Regions from separate parts of the Pan troglodytes genome. Here region 2 is linked to region 1. A link is a contact called in public HiChIP or PLAC-seq data. All regions are on one chromosome and are shown on one strand. Each heading gives the region's core, a stretch centred on a gene start, on an enhancer-like site or on the middle of the called end of the contact. The rest is flanking DNA. Distances are from core to core; before and after follow the strand shown. Region 1 holds the start of LYPD6B (LY6/PLAUR domain containing 6B). Region 2 holds the start of LYPD6 (LY6/PLAUR domain containing 6).

Region 1 (2,683 bases), core at 57-2,556:
TCCATCTGCAGGGCCTGTGCACTGGCAGCCCTAATCTTGGCCTCTGTGATGCTGTCAGCAAGTAAGGCATCCTGCAGGAAGCCTAACCATGAACAAGTCAGGGTGGGAAAGAATGCCCCCACCCCACAACACACACACCACCACATCAACACAAAGGGGGAAAAATCAAGCAGTATGCTATGTACTCCATGAACATCATATAACCTAAGTCTGTTGTAATGATTATAATATTAATAATACCTATTTTAGTTTAAGGGACTGAGGCTCAGAGCAGTTAAGTAACTTGCCCAAGGTCACACAGCTAGTTACTGGAATTTAAATAGCATGCTAGACTTTTTCCACTCTCTGATCCCCTGGCCTTGGGAGGTGGACAGCACCCCTCCACCCACCAGCTCCCCCCAAACGCCACAGGGCATACAGACCTGAAGCCTGACAACCCAAGCCCCCTGAAGTCAGAGCAGCCTCCAGACCCGGCTTTTGAGAAGCCCCAGGTAACTAACCAATGTGTAAGGTAGGTTATTCAACAACAAAAGTAAAGAGCCGGGGCAAGGGAAGCGGCGGCACCCAAGCTGGTCCCGCGTGAAGCGCTGCAGGGGGAAACACTGGAGCTGGCACGCTCGCTCTTGGCCCCACGATCGGCCTTGAACCCCAGCCCCAGCTCCGCGCTCTCTCCAGCAATTTGACCCCCAGTATCTCCTCTCCCCTCGGCTCTGCCGAAGTCACTGGCCCCGCAGGGCTCTGGACGATTAGAGACCCACACCGCTCCAGCCTTGCCCCGGCCCCCTGCTCCCGTCCCGTCCAGATGTTGGCAGCTGCTCGCCCCGAGGCAGCGACCAGACCCCGACCCCGCCACTGCGCCGCGGCCCCGCGGCCCCGCGAGCTCCTGGCTGCCTCGGCGCGCCCAGAAGGGGCGCAGCGCATCTCCCGCCGCAGTCGCGCGGCCCCGCACTCGCTCCGGCGCGGGGTGAGCCGTCCCGAACCCACCACCGCCCCCGCCTGCTGCGCTGGCCCAGCTCACCTCGCCGCCCGCGCCCACCGAGCCTCTCGGCGCCCTCACCCGGCTCCCGGCCCAGGCTCCCAGCGCACCCGCCTGGGGCCGGCGTTGGCTGCGACCGCGCGGGGCGGGGCGCGGCTCCTCCCCGCCCTGAACCACCTGGGGCGCGGGAGGGGGCCGGGCCGGGACAGGTGAGCCTCGCCCGCGAGGGAGCAGCCCCGGGCCCGGCTCCGCTGGGAAACCGCAGGGCTCCACCACGAGGTTGAAAGGAGGCCCAGGCGGGCGGCAGTGTGGTAGTGGCCAGCGCTGGGGAGGCGGCAAGGAGCCTGTTCCCACCCAGCCAGCCCGGCTCAGGAAGTGAAAGAAGCACGGGATTCGGACCCCACCCAGCTTAAAGAGGGGAGGGTCCAACCCCTTTCTTCCTAGAATGTAGAAACGAGGAGTGCAGACCCTCGGGAGTGAAAATGATTGGGCCAAGGGTGCAGGTGAGTTAGTTCAGGATTGGAAGAACTCTGAAAGACCTTTTTTGACCATTCCATCCAACCCCGTCCCCACCTTGCCCACCCGTCAAGTGATTCTCTCCCCCTTTTTAAATAATGACATTAAGCTATAAATAAGATAATTTCATATAGTGACGTCCTCCCCACCCCTGGACGGTAAGCCCCAGGAGAGGCAGGAACCTTACCCGTCCACTACTGAATCACCAGAGCTTTGAAAACTCAGGGCATTTAATACCTGATGAACAGACTAGGTGGCGCCCAGTCTTTTGCGTCCAGCCTTAGACTGGTCCCCTCGGCCCAGAGCTGCTCCAGCATCATTCCAAGCTTACTAGGGAGAATCCAGAGGCAAGCTGTCAGATCCCGGGCCACCTGTCCTCTCTCTACTGCTTACTCCCCACCCACTGCCAGCCAGGCAGCTGGGTTGTGGGAGGTCTACACTCCCAGGGCACCTTATAGTGGTCAAGCAAATCTTTAACTTCTGAAGATGCCACAGACAGGAGAACTCTGAAATAAAACACTGTCCGGCCAGCCTTGCACTGTGGAAACACAGCTCAGAGTATGGGCCACTGACCCAAGATCCCATGGCTGGTAGCAGAGCTGATCCTGGGTCTGCATTTCTAAAGACAGTTGGCTGGTCTGGGGCCTTTGAGGGGCTGCTGGTTATGCCTGCAGTGGGGAAACCTGGGTACAGAACTTCTGCAGAAGTGGGGTCTGGGTTTGGCCCTCTGCTGAGACTTCTAATCTGTCTTTCCAGACCTCTCAGGTCAAGCATCACCTGAGCCAGCTTGCATTTATTGAGGCCCCTGACAATTGCAAAAACAAAAACAATGGTATTTTTAGGTGTTCCATTTAACAAATGGCCTTCACTCACACACACACACACACACACACACACGCACACACACACACACGAGGTAATGTGTCATGCTGCTCCTCACATGTTAATTTCAAGACTCGTTAAAAAAATCCATTCCGTGAAAAAATTCATTTCACTGCAGAAAGCACTGTACAACTTTAAAGTTGTATGGAGAACATTCCTTCTTATGACTATTTCAGTACACTTCCGTGACTATATATTAAACCTCCAAGGCCAAAATGGGAGGATCTCTATTAAGGTGAGGTCAGGGCCAAGAAGCCTGCTCCACCCCTCCACTGACAACAAGCCCAACACTCTTAAGGTCTAGACACC
Region 2 (2,683 bases), core at 70-2,569, 290 kb before region 1:
ATGGTCCCTTCCCTGGGTTGTCGGGGTGGATGGCTGAAAGGCCTAGCGTGGTCTTGCAGCGGCGGGGAGGTACCTCCAGCACACTGCACCTCCCTTAGAGGCTCCGGGTGGCCGCAGCCGGGCTACCGCCACTGCCCCCCGCCCCGCAGCAACATGTGGGGTGCTGCCAGTCCGCCGCCCAGGAACTCCCTCCGGCTGGAGTTCCTGGTGGACGCATGCTGGGCCGTGAGAAGATGCTGAATTACTCCTGGGAAAGGTTCCTCCAGCCTTGAACTTGGCAGCTCCTGACCTTTCCATCCCACCCTCCACGCGCCAGCCCAACACACACGAGTACACACGCCCCTCTGGACCCGTCCAGGCTGCGCGCGGGGCTCTCTGCCCACTCGGGGCAAAACGCCGGAGGCCGGGACCCCAGTTCCTCTGGCCCCAGGGGGCTGCCCTAGCATCGGGTAGTTCCAGCGACTCAGCGCACTCCGTGGCTTGGCCAGGCCCCGCCTAAGCCGGGGCCGCTGGCACCAACCCCCTGTTCTTTTGTGCTCTCCCGGGAAGCCCGCCTCTACTCACCCGGGCTGCGCGCGGATTCCGGCCGCCAGCTGCAGCCCGCTGCCCCATCCCACGAACACTGCGGCGCCCCCAGAGTGTGCAATGCGGCGCCCCGCCAGCGCGCTGCCGGAGCCCGGGAGCTCAGGGAGGGAGCGAGGGAGCGCGGCGGGGAGAGGCGGGGGGCGGCTGGGGGCGCGCGCGCGCCACTCCCACTCGCGCCACTCCCACTCGCGCCGGGCACTGGCCGCCGCCTGCAGCCGCGGCCGGCCCGGCCTCGAGGGCCGCGGGACCAATCAGCGCGCGCGGGGGGAGCGGAGCCCTCCGCGGGGCGCGCTCATTGGCCCGGCGCGCGCGACCCAACTCCGGGAGAATCGGCCTGAGCGCCAAGTCTGCAAACTCCGGCCAGCGGGAGCCGACCGCCCGGCGCAGGTGGGGCACCCGGGCGCCGCGCTCCCGCCCGCAGGGTGAGCGGAACTGGAGAGATTTGGGACCTTCCCGGGAAGCCTGTTCCCAGTGAGCGTTGAAAGCGAGCAGTGTTTGCTCAGGGTGCACCGATACCTTCCTGTGCGCGACCCCCTGCGCCTCTCCCTCGCCGCCAGCCTCAGCCGGGCCAGCAGCTGCGTGCGTGGCTGCAGGCCCGGCAGTGTGAAATGACCCTGGCCAAATCTCACTCCCCGCCATCCCCTGGGCCCCGCGAAATCCGCCGGACCGCAGAGCTCAAGAGCAAGTGAAGCTCCGAACCCAGGGAAGGAGGAGACCACTTGACGTTTGCAGTAAAAGACCTAAGCTGCGGGGCGGAGCATGGAGGCGGTGGGAAGAGCCAGGAAGGCAGGTCTTAGGCAGTGGGAATCCGCCTATGGGTTTGGTGCAAAAAAGTCCAGGGCATAATACTGCCACCCTCTGCCCAACCCTTCCTCCAGGTAAAGCCCCTGCAGCCCTCTTGGGACGTATTGGTTTTTCTCTTCCTTGTTGTAAATCGTGTTTGACCCCCCTGGACGGTTCGATCTAGAGCCTTAGAGTGGAAGTGGGTCATAGTCCTACTCTCCCCTGAGCAGCGCGGGGGGCCGGCGGGGAGCCGGGGTGACCAGGGAAGGTCCCCAGGAAGGTCTGGAAGGACTCCACGGATATGCCCGGAAACTCGGAACCAGCCTCCCCACCTCCCCCCGAACTTGGCCTGCAAGGCTACCTTCGTAAGGGCGGCCCGCCCTGTGGCTATTTGTCCATCTTTGAGACCCCTCCACCTTCTCCTTGGATTTTCTACCCCTGGAGCATTTTTTCAGGCCTCTCCTGAATCACCCTGCCTTCCCAATAATCTATCCATACCAACATAAAAACATTCTTACTGTTTTTTTAATTAAACTTCCTTCCCCAGTCCCTCTATTTGGAAGGGCCTAGGATAACCTATTTTTGATCGACAGCTGCTAGACCTCAGAAAGTTTTTCTCTTAGTTTATGTGCACAGGCTTGCCCAAGCTCAGGGTTCAAGTAGGCAAAAAATAATTAGCGCCCCCTCAAGGTGGAGATCGCTGCCGCGCTGTCTTCCTGCAGGGCTCAGCAGGGTGAATGAATTGAATATGAATTAATCAACCTGAACTTGGAAATGTCTCTCCGTGTCTAGGCAGGTTACCTCTGCGGGTTAGCATCTACTAATGAGGGCATGTCCCGGGTGTCACTGCTGACACTCATTTAGTTTCCAGTTGGCAGTTCCGGTCCATGTACTTATTCACTTTATTAAAAAAAAAAATCGGTGCATAGTTTAGTGAAAATATTCATATTTGGGTTCAAAGTGAAGTTCAACGTATTAATGCAATTTATGAGAGCCGAGTTCCTGGTAGAGATGGAACCCTTAGGATCTCTTTTCAGAAATATATTTGCAAAGAAGGCTGGAAAGATATGCATATGAAATGTCTGCAGTGGTTATCTCTGCGTGTTGGGATAATGGATGGTTTTCTTGTTCTATATACTTTACGGTATTTTCTAAAGAACATTAATATTAATTTTAAATTTTTTAAAAAATGACTACCAACATACAACACTCCTCAGGCATCAGAAGAGCGAAAATGTTAAATCTTCCTTCTGCTTTTCCCTTCACATCTTATCAATCACCCAATCCTGTGTTTCTGTCTCCTAGGATGACTTCT

What was found. HiChIP or PLAC-seq counts read pairs in DNA pulled down with a chosen protein or histone mark.
Region 2: a contact with region 1 is called in an H3K4me3 HiChIP or PLAC-seq map of stem cell-derived excitatory neurons, with 5 times the contacts expected there. The contact joins the promoter of LYPD6 here to the promoter of LYPD6B in region 1. A contact is called at or near these places in 1 of 7 Hi-C or Micro-C datasets (induced pluripotent stem cells), 1 of 1 datasets of contacts at active chromatin or transcription factors (stem cell-derived excitatory neurons) and 1 of 1 other capture datasets (stem cell-derived neural stem cells).

The regions. Positions count from the first base shown.
Region 1 is chr13:51,075,922-51,078,604 of NHGRI_mPanTro3-v2.0_pri, reverse strand. It overlaps LYPD6B (LY6/PLAUR domain containing 6B), which reads right to left and starts at 1,306. Exons shown (of 7, transcript XM_525939.8): 1 at 1,019-1,306.
Region 2 is chr13:51,367,937-51,370,619 of NHGRI_mPanTro3-v2.0_pri, reverse strand. LYPD6 (LY6/PLAUR domain containing 6) reads right to left here and starts at 1,319. Exons shown (of 5, transcript XM_063790504.1): 1 at 1,102-1,319.